Regions from separate parts of the Sus scrofa genome. Here regions 2, 3 and 4 are each linked to region 1. A link is a contact called in public targeted proximity ligation data. All regions are on one chromosome and are shown on one strand. The core of a region is the stretch at or near the end of the contact, and the rest is flanking DNA. Distances in the headings are between cores, read along the strand shown.

Evidence for each region.
Region 2: a contact with region 1 is called in a targeted proximity ligation map of skeletal muscle. A contact is called at or near these places in 2 of 47 Hi-C or Micro-C datasets (psoas muscle and skeletal muscle) and 1 of 2 datasets of targeted methods (skeletal muscle).
Region 3: a contact with region 1 is called in a targeted proximity ligation map of skeletal muscle. A contact is called at or near these places in 5 of 47 Hi-C or Micro-C datasets (embryonic fibroblasts, fetal heart ventricle, fetal skeletal muscle and 2 more) and 1 of 2 datasets of targeted methods (skeletal muscle).
Region 4: a targeted proximity ligation map of skeletal muscle shows a contact between it and region 1. A contact is called at or near these places in 4 of 47 Hi-C or Micro-C datasets (heart right ventricle, psoas muscle and skeletal muscle) and 1 of 2 datasets of targeted methods (skeletal muscle).

The regions. Positions count from the first base shown.
Region 1 is chr4:61,604,185-61,608,122 of Sscrofa11.1, forward strand. No RefSeq gene overlaps it. Among named protein-coding and RNA genes, the nearest start is that of GDAP1, 10 kb to the left of the region's middle.
Region 2 is chr4:61,764,023-61,768,214 of Sscrofa11.1, forward strand. No RefSeq gene overlaps it. Among named protein-coding and RNA genes, the nearest start is that of JPH1, 140 kb to the left of the region's middle.
Region 3 is chr4:61,852,719-61,856,944 of Sscrofa11.1, forward strand. No RefSeq gene overlaps it. Among named protein-coding and RNA genes, the nearest start is that of LY96, 96 kb to the right of the region's middle.
Region 4 is chr4:61,787,619-61,792,116 of Sscrofa11.1, forward strand. No RefSeq gene overlaps it. Among named protein-coding and RNA genes, the nearest start is that of LY96, 160 kb to the right of the region's middle.

The DNA of each region.
Region 1 (3,938 bases), core at 1,082-3,581:
TTTTTTGGAAGTGTTTACTGTACACCAAGAACTATTTCGAAGACTTTATACATGGATTCTATTTTAACATTTGCAAAATCCCTTCAGGCAGGGAGAAACATCATCCCAGTTTTTTTTGTTGTTGTTTTGTCTTTTCGTCTTTTTTTTTAGGGCTCTACCCGCAGCATATGGAGGTTCCCAAGCTCGGGGTCAAATCTGAGCTATAGCCACCGGCCTATGCCACAGCCACAGCAACGCCAGATCCAAGCCACATCTTCGACCTACACACCACAGCTCATAGCAACGCTGGATCCTTAACCCACTGAGCGAGCCCCAGGGAATGAACCCATGACCTCATGGTTCCTAGTCGGATTCGTTTCCGCTGTGCCACATTGGGAACCCCTCATTCCAGTTTTATAGATGAGGCACAGAGAGGTCAGGAAATTTCCCAAACTCACACTAGCATTAAGTGTCAAAATGGGGACTTAGCCCCAAACATTCATTTCTGGACTCCAAGCTGTGCTCACTGGGGTAGGTCACTAAAAGAACACTTCAGCAATTATGTCAATATTATGTGAATATATATCACTCACAAGCATAAGAGAAATCAAGGGGAGGGGGAAAAAAAAGAGTCACTTCCCAGGATGCTCTGTTGGTATTTGAATAAAATCATTAACATTTCTTTCATTAATGTTACAATAATAGAGATCTATTTATAAATGTTTGCAACTGTGAAAGCCTCTAGGATATTTAGATGTGGGGAATAAAAAGCGTATTCTGTGGCGCGTACTTACCGCTTATCTCTGAAATTGCAGCTTTTTCTTAATAGACATGCTTCCTAAAGTTAATATTTTCTTAAATTTATAGTGTGTTTATATACCATTCATGCTTTCATCATAACCACAGAGTCACCATCCTCTCAGTGGACAATACTTTTTTCTTCTATTTTCCCAATAAATGCTGCAGGTCATCCTCCAGGACACTTTTTTTTATCACCTTCTTTTTATGCTGAAAGGCATCTTCCCCAGGATTTAAGGTCATTTGGCATTTATCCTGGTAATTCAAATTAGAATATTTAATAATACATTGGAGTTTATTTGTTCAATGTCCTTGCTTTTGTCTTCTTTTAGTCACTAAATAATAAGCGGAGAAGTTAATTTATGCCTGCATTGTCCCTGGCCACATGAGAAAGATGGCATTAAAACTCAGAGACATAAGCTTTAAAGAAAGAAAATGCTAATGTTGCAAGGATTGCACTAAGTCAGATTTTGCTCATTGAAAGTATAAATAGGACAAGATAAGGTTCTGGGCAGCAGTGGGTCCCAGGCACCGAATAGTCATCCATGTTCCTTTGGCACCAACTTCAACACACTGGCATGATTTCTTTTTTCTTAGCCACCCAACGTCACCAGGGTCGTTGAGAGAACAAACACGAGAGCCAGTGCTGTAACAACTACTTCACTTATCTTGTTAGTCTTAATCAGATCCTAAAGAAGCAGAGTAGTGACAAGAAAATAAAATGCTAAAGTTTCTAGCGAGATACCAAAATCTAAAACAACATTTCATTTCATTTTTCACTTACAGTATCTCCCAAATAAAAGCAATTATGGTGATCCAGGGGAAAAAGCTTAATTTAAGTCCTAAGCATGGAACGGAAACAAATGGAAGCATGGAATTGAATCTGTACCTGTTCAAGCTACAGGAGGGACACAGGTGGCACATAGCCACAGTGACACGGGTGAACTGTGTGACCTTGGACTGGGTTGGAGAGACCAAGTGAACCCCAAAGATCCAGAGAGAAGGAGGTGGGCTTGATAAGAAATGATATCCTTTTAGAGCAGGGAGGTGTATCAAAAAAAGGGAAAGTGGTCAATTCAGGTGATGCTTTGGTTTTCAAAAGGCAGGGGGGGAAATTGGGTACCTATATATTAGCTTAAAATGTTTTTCGTCTAAAAAGAGACTGTATGCAAGTTATGAAAATATGAAAGCCCTGTGTGACCAATTCCACGTGGCCAAAGAAAGGAAAGATGGTAAAACCACAACCACCCAGAGACACTGCTGTATATTGTATGAAACTGAAATACACGTCGAAGAAATGGTGGGGAGTCAGGTCGCTGGGCTGGCAAAGGGAGGACCTGGAGAGTTTTGAAGGGAGGGAGACGCGGCTTCCTCCAAGACCTCCTGGAGCAAAGGTGCTGATTCTGTACAACCAAGGGGCTGAAATCCGATGGGCCCGCTTTAAATAACTGATGACCCACAAGAGCCCTCTTTTTCACCTTCCCCCTTACGCATGTGCCTTGATGGCTGTGGCAGCTGCAGATAACAGCAAGTTCTCAGGCAGACATGCAGGGAAGTTCTGGGCTCAGCTCTCAAGAGCCCTGAGCCAGCTGTCCGGAAAGCAGCAGCCGATTTAGAACACATTCCCCTGTGGCCAGAAGGGGGCCGAGTCCCCTCCAGCCCTGCGGTGGGGTCCGTGCCACCCTCCTTTGTGTACTAAGTCACCCCAAATCAAGAGGCTCTGTCAGGTAACTTTTTCTGCATGAATCCTCTATACCCCTGAGCCAGCCCCATGTAGCCAGGAGGCTGGTTAGGTGCCGCAAATGTGATCCCTGTCTGTCGCTTCGGCCTCAGCAGAAGAGCTAGCGACATGACCATATTTATTGCTGTTGCTATTCTGGGGTCTGGATGACGTTTTTCTCCCCTTGTGGCTGAGCACTGCCCGTTCATCTTTCACCGCTCCCCTCCAAGTCTGCGAGGCTCAAACCAGCGATGCAAATAGACTCTATCGGGAAGAAAGTTAAAATGAGAAGTTCTGAAGTATTCCCAAATCTATTTGCTGTGTGGCATGAAAAGTTATAAATTCTGTGGTCTTGTCTTCGAAATGTGTACTGTTAGCATCCCACTCTTATCACAAACTGCACTTGGTAGGACCTTGGCTAAGGAAAGAGAACGTGCGGTGGATAAACGGGGAGGGAAAACAATCTGGCTGATAAGCACTGCTTGGAAATTTGGCAAATGTTGACTTTTCCACCCTTGAGTGTTGGGAGTGTCCAAATGTTACCAGAACACTTGAAGCTTTTCACTTGCCTCGGGCTCTTCCTTACTAAGACACTCCTCTTTTGTGACGCAAAAGGGGCTAATTGACACGCCACAGAAACTCCTATTAAGGATACAATAGTGCAGGGCACAGGTGACACGGCTCCTAGAAAGTAACTATATACAGACTTTCTAAATGAAGAGCTTAGAGACATAAATAACTAATTACTGCATCATTGCGGGATGCACCCAATGAGCGTGATTCTGACTCGACCACTGACCCTTCTTCCTTACTGATTGCTCAGATCTTCCACCTTAGCTCATAATCCCCCCGAGTTCAGCCTCACCTGGCTGATCATCTGCCCTTGGCAATGGTTACATCTCTAGCTCTGCTAAAATGACTCTTCAGATTTCCTGAGCCATGCCGCAAATCCACTCTGTCACTCACAAGACAGCAGAACATTTTAAGGGAGGCAGTGGGTTGCAGAGCTGCGGGCATGGGCTCTGGAGCCAACCGCCTGGGTTTGAATCCCCCGCTGGGCCTTGGCCCAGTTGGGGCACCTCTTTAAACCTCCATTTCCTCTGTAAAATTAGGGCGATAACAGTAACCTCCTTCTAGGGTTGTTGTGAGAATTAAATGGGAAAAGATATGTAAACACAGAGTTAGAAAAATGAAAAGGCTGAGAATAGGAGCCTTGCTGTCATTTGAGAGCAGGGACAGTCGGCCTCCCTCTAGGACCGTTTCCTTTGGCTCAACTGTAGTTCATCTCCAAACTGTCTGTTCACTCTCAAAATGACAATATGCAATTGTGCTCCAGAGCAGAGATTTCTGGCTGCCTGCCTGGGAAAATACCTTTCCAGGATCCAGGGTAGTATTTAAAATGCACTAGTAGGAGTTCCCTCTATGGTACAGTGTATGAGGA
Region 2 (4,192 bases), core at 624-3,123, 160 kb after region 1:
GCAGGAGGCGAGGCCTCGCCAGGAAGTGAAACTGCGGGTGCCTCGCACTGGGATTTTCAGCCTCCAGGACTGTAAGAAAGCCACCCAGTCTGTGGTATGTCATAAAGCAGCCCCAACTATGAGCATCCTCATGTGCTGTTACCTCTCTCTCTCTCTGATCTATGAGACTACAAACGTCATAAAACAGGAAATAGAACTTTTTTCTTTATAAGGTTTCTGGCATCGTTACATTTCTGGAACAATCTGCAAATCCTAGGAAATGTTGAATCAATGTACTGAATCCATGAATATGTGTCACACACAGAAATGGGGTCCTTCCACTGAGAGACTTAATTTGAACATGTGGTTCTTATGGCTGGAATTTCAGGAATGGAGCAAGTGAGAATCTCTGGGCCCCTCTTATATCCTGGAAAGGCAGCTGCTCCTTTGGCTCTGCCTGGGTGAGCCCTAAAAATACTTGTTCTTCTTTCTACTCCTCTCCTCACTCCCTCCTTTATTTTTTTTTTTTTTTTAGGCCTGCACGTGCGTCATATGGAGGTTCCCAGGCTAGGGGTCGAATTGGAGCTACAGCAGCCAGCCTATGCCACCAGCCACAGCCACGCAGCATCTGAGCTGCTTCTGCGACCTACACCACAGTTCATCACAGCAATACCAGATCCTTAACCCACTGAGCAAGGTCAGAGATCCAATCCACAACCTCATGGATGCTACTCAGGTTCATTAATGCTGCGTCAGGGTGGGAACTCCCTCCTCACTCCTTCCTTAATGAGGCCTTAAACTGAGCCCTTGGTTTCTGCTTTATCCAAATGTGTGCATGTGAGAAATCTCCACATAGAGATTCTGTTTCATGGTTCACTTTTCCATTCTGGGCTCCATACTTGCTACATGTGACTTGCGGTTGGGAAAAAAATCCCTCAAAGCACAGACCTCGAGGCTAAGATCATCTGTAAAATGATGATCAGGAACATTATATGCTTTTTCTCATCTAAGCTACAAGTAGTTGCAAAATTCGATTATGTGGAAAGCCCTGCTTTCTCCACTCTTTTTTTTTTCTTTTTTTTCTTTTTAGTTGCATAAATGTTTTTTAGGGCCGCATCCAAGGCATAGGGAAGTTCTCAGGCTAGGGGTCGGATGGGAGTTGCATATGCTGGCTGGATCCAAGCCGGATCCAAGCCTCAGCTGTGACCTACACCACAGCTTACAGCAACCCCAGATCCTTAACCTGCTGAGCAAGGCCAGGGGTTGAACCCACATCCTCTTGGATACTAGTTGGGTTTGTTACCGCTGAGCCACTGCGGGAACTCCATCTCTACTCTCTCAAAGTGAGAAGGAATCCAGCAAGGTGAGTTCCAAATCTTGTCTTCTTTCGTTTTCTGCATTTGTTATTTCCAAGAGAAACACTCGCTTTCTCAGCTACCTGCTAGAGTCATGCTGGAAAGTGAGATGAATCATCAAGTTTCCACGGCAGCTATAGGGAACCTGAGCCAGGCAACTGGACACTTGTGTATAGAGGGCTTGTAACACCCATGCTACCCAGACAGAGCTCACTTATTTTCCATAGCATTTTAAAACTGGGCCTGGCACCACTATTCGCCCTATTTATAGTTTAACATGCAACATAATATTTACTCCAGGCTCCAATAGGAATGCTTCTTTTAAATGTCAGTGGATTATTTACTATGGTAAACTAATTAGTTGCATAAATGCTTTCCCTTTGCAGGGTGGGTGAGGAGGAGACCGTTAATGCTTCTCGGATTCACCAAGGATTATTGTTGTTTGAAGTTCTTTTACATTTAAGAGAGTTATTACAGGACTGCCCGACTTTGCATGCATAGAACATCTGTTGCTTAAGTGACGTGAAGCTTTTTTAAATTTTAACTCACGTGGGTGAAATACAACAGAACGTGAAGGCTGTACATCCTGGATTCTGAGAGAAGCGGTGCAATGTCAACACGGGAAGAACGTTAACATTCTGTGTCCTCGATTAGCAATTCTAATTCACGCTGCCTTTGTGACAATTCGATCAACACACAAAACAGTGATAAATGAAAGAAGCGTGGAAGGTCAATGGCCCCCTAAGGAATGATTATAGCGGTTGAAGGCGGGTTTTCTTCTTGGACTTCTCGGGAATTCAGTTCAGTGATGAGAGTGAATAGCAAATGCCATCTGTATTTGGGGAATTGTCCTGTCAAGGCACGTTTCATCTTGGGGAGTGGAGGACATGTTTTTCCAGTCCTGATCACAAAGGGATTATCAGTAGGAAAAAATGCTTAATGGGACATCAAATCCTGTGGGAGAGAAATCTCTTTCAAAAAATAAAACGGCCATGTGTGTTTTTTTCGTACTTTTCACCCCCGGACCTTATTTTTTCAAAACAGGAAGATTTTAAGTAGGGGAGGCATTCCTGATCAAGGAAGCAGCATAAAGTCAATCCTACAGATGAACAATATCACAAATCAAAAATAGTCACAATCACATAGAGAACAGACTTGTAGTTGCCCAGGGGGAGGGAGGAGAGAGAGGAGTTTGGGGTTAGGAGATACAAACTATTCCATTTTAGAATGGGTATGCAATGAGGTCCTTCTGTACAGTGCAGGGAACTATATCCAGTCCCCTGGGATAGAACATGATGGCAAATAATATACAAAGGAATGTATATATATATATGTATAATTATACAAAGCAATGTATAATTGTCACTTTGCTGAAATTGGCACAACATTGTAAATCAAGTATATTTTAATTTAAAAAGTTAATTTAAAAATACTCATAATCAACTGCTGCCTTAATCACACTAATAACTCCCAAATTTTCTCTACATAAGCCCAATTCTAAATGCATCACATGAACTGTCATTCAATCCTCACAGCAGACTGGGGAAGGTAAATATGGTTATATGGTTATTCCTTCCATGTTAAAGATGAAATTCAGGCCAAAAAAAGAAGGTTCCCCCAAGGTGGAGTGATGAGGCTGGAATATGATAAAGGAAAATTCTCATACTGTGATTTGGGGAACCCAGAGGTTACCTGGGACCCTTTGAGGGGATCCATGAAGTCAAAACTCTATTGTAATAATGCTAAACTCTTTGGGCTTTTTGTTGTTGTTGTTTTGGGTTTTCTTTTTTTTTCTGTCTTTTTAGGGCCGCCCCTGGGGCATATGAAAGTTACCGAGCTAGGGGCCAAATCCAAGCTGTAGCTGCCGGCCTACACCACAGCCACAGCAACGCAGGATCCAAGCCTCATGAGACCGATACCACAGCTCATGGCAACGCTGGATCCCTAACCCACTGAGTGAGGCCAGGGATAGAACCTGCATCCTTGTGGATACTAGTCAGATTCATTACCACTGAGCCACAATGGAAACTCCAATAATGCTAAACTGTTATTTGTCCTGTTTACTCTCATTCTCCCACAGGTATACAAGGAGGTCTTTCCAGATGCTACACAGTGTGTGACACTGTAACAGACTGCATCCAGATAAGAGAATCCAGCTGGATTTCTACTAAGCAACACACCTAGGAGCTATGCAAAAATGAAACAGTGTTGCTTATCTCACTAAATGTGGGGTTTTGTTTTGAAAAATACACTTAATTTCATAAAAATTATATGGTTTATATTCATATGTAATGGGTTTATTATACTTATTTTTAAATGAATTAATAAATGTGTTTATATTTTCTTGGATTTAATTTGTAATGTAGTAAATATAGATGTAACCCATAGGAACAAAAGTTCTTTGGGGTCTTTGATAAGAATGTAAAAGAGTCCTAAAATCAAAAAGCTTGAGAGCAGCTGAAGTACAGTCTTTGACACCCTGTAAGACGAGTTTCAATACATCAAACACATTTTTTAAAATGTCATATATTAATGACAAAACGGTTTGTGATAGCAGAGCAGGATCTATGTGCTGTCCAAAAATCTGGATGGAAAAACAAACAAAAGACACATAAAAACCAATTTCTGGTCCAAATGTTGTCACTATCTGAATATTTTGATACCTGACTTTGGAGCTGAGATTTAAAATGTTAATCAAGGAGTTACCGCTGTGGCACAGTGAATCTGACTGCAGCGGTTTGGGTCACTGTGGAGGGGCAGGTTCAATCCCCAGCTGGATGCAGTGGATTAAAGGATCTGGCATTGCCACAAGTGCAGCATAGGTCACAGCTGTGGCTCATATTCAATCCCTGGCCTGG
Region 3 (4,226 bases), core at 1,398-3,897, 250 kb after region 1:
AAGCCACAATGGGAACTCCAAAAATCCTATTCATAATTGTCTAAATCCTAGGCTTTAGATTTAAACTCAAATAATTTTGCATTATTTGAATGTCTTTTATGGATGAGAGATTGCTACTACAGGATAAAGTGAGGGAACACTTTGCACTATTTTCATCCAAATTTTACCAAGAGTTGTTCACCATTTTCAAAAACCATGTTACTAAGAAAATGCCACTGATGGAACGTGAGCTGTCACTAAACCACTCTGCACATATATCTCATATCCGACTCCTTTGACGTGTCCTCATGTAGAAGTGCCAGTGCATGCACATGGTGAAATATATAGTATGTGAACCATACATCACTATTCTGACATTTCTCCTTTATATTATAGCTGAAGCTCTGTGTCCCTAGGTTATATCATCTGTCAAATACATTGTAGAACAGTCAAGCCAGTGTTGCAGGTAATCTTTTATGAAAACAATTTTCCACCTCCATCATTTCTTCTACGTGTATTACTTGACATGATGGCGTTAGGAAGGTATCCATGAATGCTAGCTAGCATGGATAGGTGAAATTTTAATATGAAACAGACTATTGACACACTTGTGAAGCTTCTCCTCACAAACTGTTTAATTGTAAAGAGAAAAAAAAATAGTACTTGACAGTGGAGAAGCCTGGAAAACACCTTAATCAATGACTAAGGTTGAGAAAAATATTACATGTAATATTTATGTGTGTGTATGTAGACAGATGTATAACTATATCAAGAGAGAAAAGGAGAAGAAGGGAAGAGTAAGAAGAGGAGAGGGAAGAAAGTAAGGGAAGGAAGTAAAATAAAAATGAGATGAAAGGTAAGAACTGAAGGACAATTTAAAAGATCACTTAACACTAAACAGATAGGAGCTCTTAAAAGGCAGCTGACTTTACCATGTCATTATCATAGCCCATCAAATCCATCTTTAAGCTAGGCAGAAAAACGTAATTATTTTTAAAAATCACTTAACACTGAACAGAAGAACAATGTTTAAATCATCTGACCCTTTTGGAAGTCTTTTAGAAATGCATGCTATATAAATAATGTGTTAATGCAGTTCCCATCGTGGCTCAGTGGCTAACAAATCCGACTAGGAACCATGAGGTTGCAGGTTCCATCCCTGGCCTTGCTCAGTGGGTTAAGGATCCCGCATTGCCGTGAGCTGTGGTGTAGGTTGCAGACGTGGCTCAGATCCTGCATTGCTGTGGCTCTGGCGTAGGCCGGCGGCTACAGCTCAGCTTCGATTGGACCCCTAGCCTGGGAACCTCCATATGCCGCAGGTGCAGCCCTAGAAAAGGCAAAAAGACAAAAATAAATAAATAATGTGTTACGTTTCTACTCCACAGCTGTAGACAGACTCACAGAAATATCTAAGAAGATAACAGTGGGGCAAAGGGATGAGAAAGAAAGAGCAGTCCAAATTGAATAGGAATCTTAATTTTTAAAAACAGCGTGGGTGTGGACATACATTAATGCATGCCACTTTACCCTGGCTTAAAAACTTTTACAAATCCAGTGAGAGATTTGAATATAAGAGAAACTGATAGAATTTTTATACCAAACAAAACTCAAACATTTCACTTAAATCCTGTTCAATCCAAAGGGCAGATCCCCCAGCAGTCACACACCACAGCCTGCATCCCCAAATTGCAGTGCCTAGAGTTGTCTCTGAGAAGCCAAGCAAGAGAGCATCTTCTGTCCTCATAATCATACGCTCCCAGGTACAAAATGTGAAGTAAATGATTAACCTATGAAAGCATTCTGGGGAAAGACAGGCAGGGTAATGACCTCAAAGACTGCAAAATCTTTCATGAGACCCCTGAACTTGCCCCTCTTCTGGAATGGGGGATACAAGACGGGGCATTTCCCTTTGCAGGAGCCCAGGAACCAGCGCACAGCCCAGCTGTCCATCCCAACCAGGAGGGTAGGATCCCAGTGCAGCCGAGCACCCAGCAAAGGGTTTTCTCCTTTGCAAGCAGTTGTCTTTTTCCTGGCAAATAAGCCAGGTGCTGGAAACTTTACCCAGACAGGGAGGGAAAGAGAGGAAAGGAAGTAGGAGAGGGAGGAGGAGGAAGGAAGAAAATGGAATCCTTAGAGAAAAAGGAAAGATGGCTTCAAGATGGTTACCATTTGAAACAATTTCAGAAACGTGCACACTTTTCAAAGCATTTAAAGCTTCTCAAAGCTCTGAAAAGGCACAAGCCTGCAAGGAGGTCTTTTCCCTCAGCCCTGAGGTCTCTTCCCCAACTGGAGAAAAACAGAAAAGAGATCTCAAACTCAGAGTGACAAAAGTATGCATGCTTGTGGGAGCTTTATGGCTGGTTGGGTTTCATTCCTTTGTTTAAACAGAAACTGTTCTTGCAAATTACCAACCCCGAGGGAGGCCTTGTCAGTGTGCTTCCCAAGGCTCACCTCATTTCGGTGCTTTCATTACACCTATTTCTATTTGTCACACATTTCTCTCCCTTTCACCTGAACAAGGGAAGTACCTTCCGCAAGCTCCTTAATTAAATCTTATTTTATCTTGCAACTACCAGGAAAAAAACAAAGTCATTCGGGGTCATCTCTTCAAGGTTGAGAAGCCTGAGCCACCCACCTGCTCCTGCTCGTCAAAATTAAATCTGCCAAGTGCTGAGTTGCTTGAAAATGTCCTGTTAAGTCATTTAAAGACATAGCTCTTCGTATAGCTAGCAAAGCATAACATGAATATGAGACGGACACCTTGCCACAATCACAGGACCTCTCCACCAAATGTTTTCTTTAGAAAACAAAAGAAGCTCCCATCAGAAAGTGTTATCATCATCTGTCTTTCCTCTTCACATTAGTTCTTTAATCAAGCATTCTTTCACCCAGTGAACCGTGGAATCTTCCTCAACAGTTAAGGATTTTTCTGAGGAATAACTGACATAACATAATATAGCTTCAGGTGTACAACATAATGATTTGACATCTGTATATATTACAAAAGGATCGCCACAATTAGGTCCAATTAACGTCCATCACCGTACATAGTTACAAAATTTGTTTCTTGTGATGAGAATTTTCAAGCTTCTCTCTTAGCTACTCTCAAATATTCGATACGGTATTATTAACCATAGTCACCAAGCTGTACATTGTATCCCTGTGACTTATTCGTTTTATAACTGAAAGTTTGTACATTTTGACCCCCCCCTTTACCCATTTCTCCCAGCCCCCACCCTCATACCACCTTACTCCCCATCTCAGGCAATTATCAATCTCTTCTCTACAACCATGAGCTCAGGATTTTTTGTTGGGTTTTTGTTGTTCGTTTTTTTGGATTCCACATATGAGATCATCAGGTATCGTTTTTTTCTGTGTTATGTCACTTAGCATAATGCCCTCGAGGCCCATGCATGTTCTTGCAAATAACAAAATTTCACTCATTTTATGGCTGAATAACATTCCATTGTGTATCTATACATGTACGTGTGTACTTATCCATTCATTCATTGATGGAGCTGTAGGTCATTTGTATACATAGGCTATTGTTAATAATGCTGCAATGAACACAGGAGTGCATATATCTTTTTTTTTTTTTTTTTTTTTTTTTTTTGGCTGCCCCATGGCATGTGGAGTTCCTGGGCCAGGGATCATATCCGAGCTGCAGTTGGGACCTATTGCAGCAACATTAGATCCTTTAACGCACTGTGTTGGGCCGGCGATCAAACCTGTGTCCTGGCACTGCAGAGATGCTGCCCACCCTGTTGCACCTCAGCAGGAAGACTATATATATATATAGTCTTATATATAGTCTTTTTGCCTTTTCTAGGGCCGCTCCCGAGGCATACGGAGATTCCCAGGCCAGGGGCCTAATTGGAGCTATAGCCACCAGCCTACACCAGAGCGACAATCATGCAGGATCTGAGCCGCGTTTGTGACCTACACCACAGCTCTCGGCAATGCCAGATCCTTAACCCACTGAGCAAGGCCGGGGATCGAACACACAACCTCATGGTTCCCAGTCAGATTCGTTAACCACTGTGCCACAACGGGAACTCCGATATACCTTTTCAAATTAGAGTTTTCATTTTCTTTGGGGAAAATACCCAGAAGTGGTATTGCTGTGTCATATAGCAGTTCTAGTTTTTTTAATAAACTTCCAAAATATTCCATAATGGCTGTACCAATTTACATTCCTACCAGCAATGCACAAGGGTTCCCTTTTCTTCACATTCTCAGCAACGCTT
Region 4 (4,498 bases), core at 1,468-3,967, 180 kb after region 1:
TTTCTTCTTCTCCAATACACAGAAGAAGCCAGACTCCAGAACAGAGCAAGGGGCAAAGAGGCCCTAGAACCAGACCCCTGGCATATGTACACACACACACCACACACTTCCAAGGTACAGGATTCAGGGGAAGAACAGAATGGTAGACCCACCCCTCCCCTTTTTCTGAGTCCTCTGCAGCAAAGCCTGGATGAGGCAGGCAGATGTGGCTTGAAATTCGATTAGGCTGTCCTGAGTTTAAATAAATGAAAATGACTGTAAAGTTAGCCAATCGGCCCAAGACGTTTTTATGAGTTCTGAACCAGGGAGAAGCAGAAACCCATCACTGCAGAGTGGGAGCCGTGACTGGAGGAAAGTAAACGGCACCCCGCCCAGCCTATAGTGATCAATAAACAAGTTACAGTTGCGATGCTTTCTCTTAAACCCACCTCAAATCGAACACCTTTCTTCAACTCTCCTTTCCGGGACTTAAAATTGTTGTGCAAGGCTGGGATTCGAAGGAAATACAGTAACACTTTAAGGAATTTCTTTAAAAGTTCCAAATTGACTTGGCTACCTTGTATACCCACAAATTACCCAGGATGGTATTTTTGCCTTTGCTTTCATCTCTGTACCTTCTAAGTTGAAGCTGTGGCTGTGCTGGGATAAAAACCATGAATATGGAGAAAATATAAATAGTGCAAATTATTCTTGTTCCTTCTTCCTCCCACTTTAACCACTGCTCCTGCCTCTGCCAAAAAAAAAAAAAAAGACACTTTGGAACATCTAGTCAGCAGTGAACAGACCTCTCTGTTCATTGAAATATTCTCTTGCAGTATGATCGGCTTGATCAACTTAAGATAAAAATGAGGCCAGCAGCTATGGCCCCGATTCAACCCCTAGCCCAGGAACCTCCATATGCTGGGGGTGTGGTCCTAAAAAGCAAAAAAAAAAAAAAAAAAAAAAAAGATACAAATGAAATCACATCTCCTTTATTATTCTAATTAACCCCCAGGGCCCCCATCTAGCTCCCCTCCCCTAGCACTAAGATCTATATCTTCTCTGAGATTTCCAAGAATCAAGGGATTTATTTATTCCAAAGGGAGTGAGTCGAGAGAGAAACACAGTCCCCGCTAGTCCCATGCTCTTGTCCACCACAAGGTGTCACTGTTGAACACTGGTCCTGCACAGTTTGGTGCCCATAAGAGTTTACGGCAGTGATGCTCTGTCTGAGCTGGCTCCCTATAACCTTGCTTTATAACTTGCTCTCTTGATTCAGACTCACATGCTAAGACAATGTTCTCCAGAGCCAGAATCAAGTCAGTGGGTGTCCAGCCTCAGCCACACACTGTGACCCAGTCTTCTCCCTCAAACCCTGTGGGCCTCTGTGATGAGTCCAGAGTACCCAATGCAAACTGGTCCATGGGACTCCAAGAGTTCTATCAACAGAGTTGCCTTGTTAAGCCAAACAAAAGATTGTTATGCCCTTCAAAAGGGCTTTGCACTCAGCATGCTAGAGAGTTTCACTCAAAGAACTCTTCTCTGAACAAAGATCTACTCCAAAATTGTTTGCTGGAGCCACCTATAGTGTGAATTACTGACAGTCTCGCTTGCTAAAAATAATTTGATGAGATACCTTGTTTTGCATTTCAATTCTTGATAAATAAATCTGGCACCCCTGAGGAACTTCTGGAGGGACACCGACCTTTTGGTCTGAAATGACAATCAATATTCTTCCTTAACTGAACAGAATTTGCTGCCATATTGCAGAACCATAAACTGATACGCCAAGTAGCTTCTAGAACTGCTCTCCCCTTCTTTATGCCTGGAAATCCTTTTCCTCAGTTCACAGTTGGGTTTGGCCAAGGAGAGCTATCTTCGAGAAGTGAAAGGTAAGAAGTGACCACCACAGACGCCTTCTCAAGTTGGATGGCCCTGTCCATGTAGCTCCCCTCCCAGTTTGATTGTCATGGCTCCCCACTCTTGCTACCCCCAGGGCGCTGCACTATTCCTCGTTGGTATCCCTAATGCTGCCCATGCCTTGAAAAACATCCCTTTGCTAGGCCATCTTCACATTTCCAGGTTGGTGGGCACCATCTCTTTCCTGCTGGAACCAGGGCCCATATATTCAGGAGGAAGAGAAAAACATAGTCTCTGTTATCTAAGCAAACTAAGCTTCTGATTACTGCCACTCTGTATACAAAGTGCTCCCCCATGGCCAGATTCAAAAGGACCAACCTTAGCTCTATCCCTAGGTCTGCATTTCAAAGCCTCCCTCCACCCCCCACCAATACCAATACCAAGGTTGTTCTTGAGGAAGCTTAGGGTGTCTTATTTCTGCCAAGCAATACCCAGCAGCTCTGGGCCAAGGGCAAATTGATTTTCAGTAAATTGGCCTCTCAGCATATTGAAGATTATTTTGGCAAGTTGGTTTTTGGTCAAGTGACTTGCTTTCACACTCAATATTTCCCCAGCTCCCGAGTGCATATCCTTATTCTTGCTTAAACAGTGTCGCTTCCACTGCCTCACAGGATCCTCCAAGAGAGAGACTCAGAGGGAGAATCATGTGAGAATCGGCCTTGTGTTTTCCCCAGCCCTCTGCTAGGGCCAAATACTGTGTTTTGCATAAATAGCTCCTTGGTAAATGTTTGTGAAAGAAAGCCTGATGAACAAAAGATACAGTGAAACACTGAAGCAAAGACAAACAGAATCCATCAGAGATAGATAAACCTATGGACAGACAGGGTTTCTAGCTCCCTGTGAAACAGTCGCTAAGAGAGAAAGGAAGGAGGGGGTAGATGGAAGGTTTCAGAAGAGGAAGAAAGGAAAAGAAGAAAGGAAGGGGAAATTAACAAGAAAAGGCAAATTTCCTTTCATTAATCTATCTTAAGAAAAAAAAAGAGTATCTTTATAATCATGGACTTACATATAAGGGTACACATTTGAAAGGATTTTGTCACTAAAACATCTTGATTATTTCCAATAAAGTCTTTCTTTAAAATCTCTAGTAATTACATAACTGATGCCCAACATGTTTCTTCCCTAACAGTATTCTCAAATTTTGATTCTCAAGCCCCATACAGATTATTTTCACTCTCCCCAGAAAAAGCTCTCTGGAAATTTAAAACCCAAACCAGAAGCCTGACCAGGATCCAAACATGAATATGGTGGATCTGTCTCTGATTTCTAAAATAGGACCAGAGAAATTACTTTCGAGGCAGTATTTTTAGCAGCATGAGGGAAGGCGCTCCCTGTGCTGCTGCTTGGCAGGCTCGCAGTCTGCCACTCCTGAGCCTGTGCCTTGAATCCTCCTGTCACTCGGCTTCTGCACCAGTCAGCATCCTCGCTCCTGCCCTAGAGCCCGTGAAGCAGTCTGCAAGGACTGGAGTGGGCAGGTTGAAGACAGTAAGAGCTCATTCCCTTGACAACTGGGCCGAGAAAAAAGAATCCATTTATCACCCAGTTGCAAAGTTCCAGGAACAGCCCGATTTAAAGAGAAGCCAACTCGTGCTTATTGAGAGTAGGTGCTCAATGTATTTCAAAATCAGTCCTTGGAAAAGCAAATACCATTCTCCTCTTTCTACAGATAAGGAAAAGGGAGGCTTGGAGAGGTGAAATAACATGCCCAATTCCCGAGTTAACTGTCACAGCAATTAATGAATGAATAGCCAACTTTTTTTTTTTTTTTTTTGCTTTTTTTAGGGCTGCACATATGCATATGGAAGGTCCTAGGCTAGGGGTCCAATCGGAGCTGCAGCTGCCAGCCTATGCCACAGGCACAGCAATGTGGGATCCTAGCCATGTCTGCGACCCATACCATAGCTCACTGCAATGCAGGATTCCTAACTCGCTGAGCAAGGCCAGGGATGGAACCTGTGTCCTCATGGATACTAGTTGGATTCATTACCACTGAGCCACAACAAGAACTCCCAATAGCCAACATTTTAATTTTTGTTATTTTGCTCTTTTCCATTATGGTTTATTATAGGATATTGAATATACCTCCCTGTGCTCTACAGTGGGTCCTTGTTGTTTATCGATCTAATATACAGTAGTTTATATCTGCTAATCTCAAGCTCCTAATTTATCCCTCGCCTACCCACTTTCCCCTCTGTAAGCATAAGTTTTCCCTGTCTGTGAGTCTGTTTCTGTTTCATAAAGAAGTTCGTTTGTGTCATATTTTAGATTCTGCACATAAATGATATCATGTGGTATTTGTCTTTCTCTGACTTCACTTCGTATGATAATCTCTAGGTCCATCCAGGTTGCTGCAAACTAACCAACATTTTATAATGTGACATTGTTTATCATGCCATTCTGCTCATCAGAGTAACAAACCCAACAGACTGAACATGCATTATCATGATTCCCATACCACGGAATGGAAAACTGAGGTTTAGAAAAGAAGAGGAAATTCTAAGCTCTCACATCTGGAAAGGAGCAGAGTTGGGGGGGAGCCGGTGACTTCTGACTTCCTGGAGCCAGTTCCATGTGCCACCCACTGGCTCAGGATGATGGC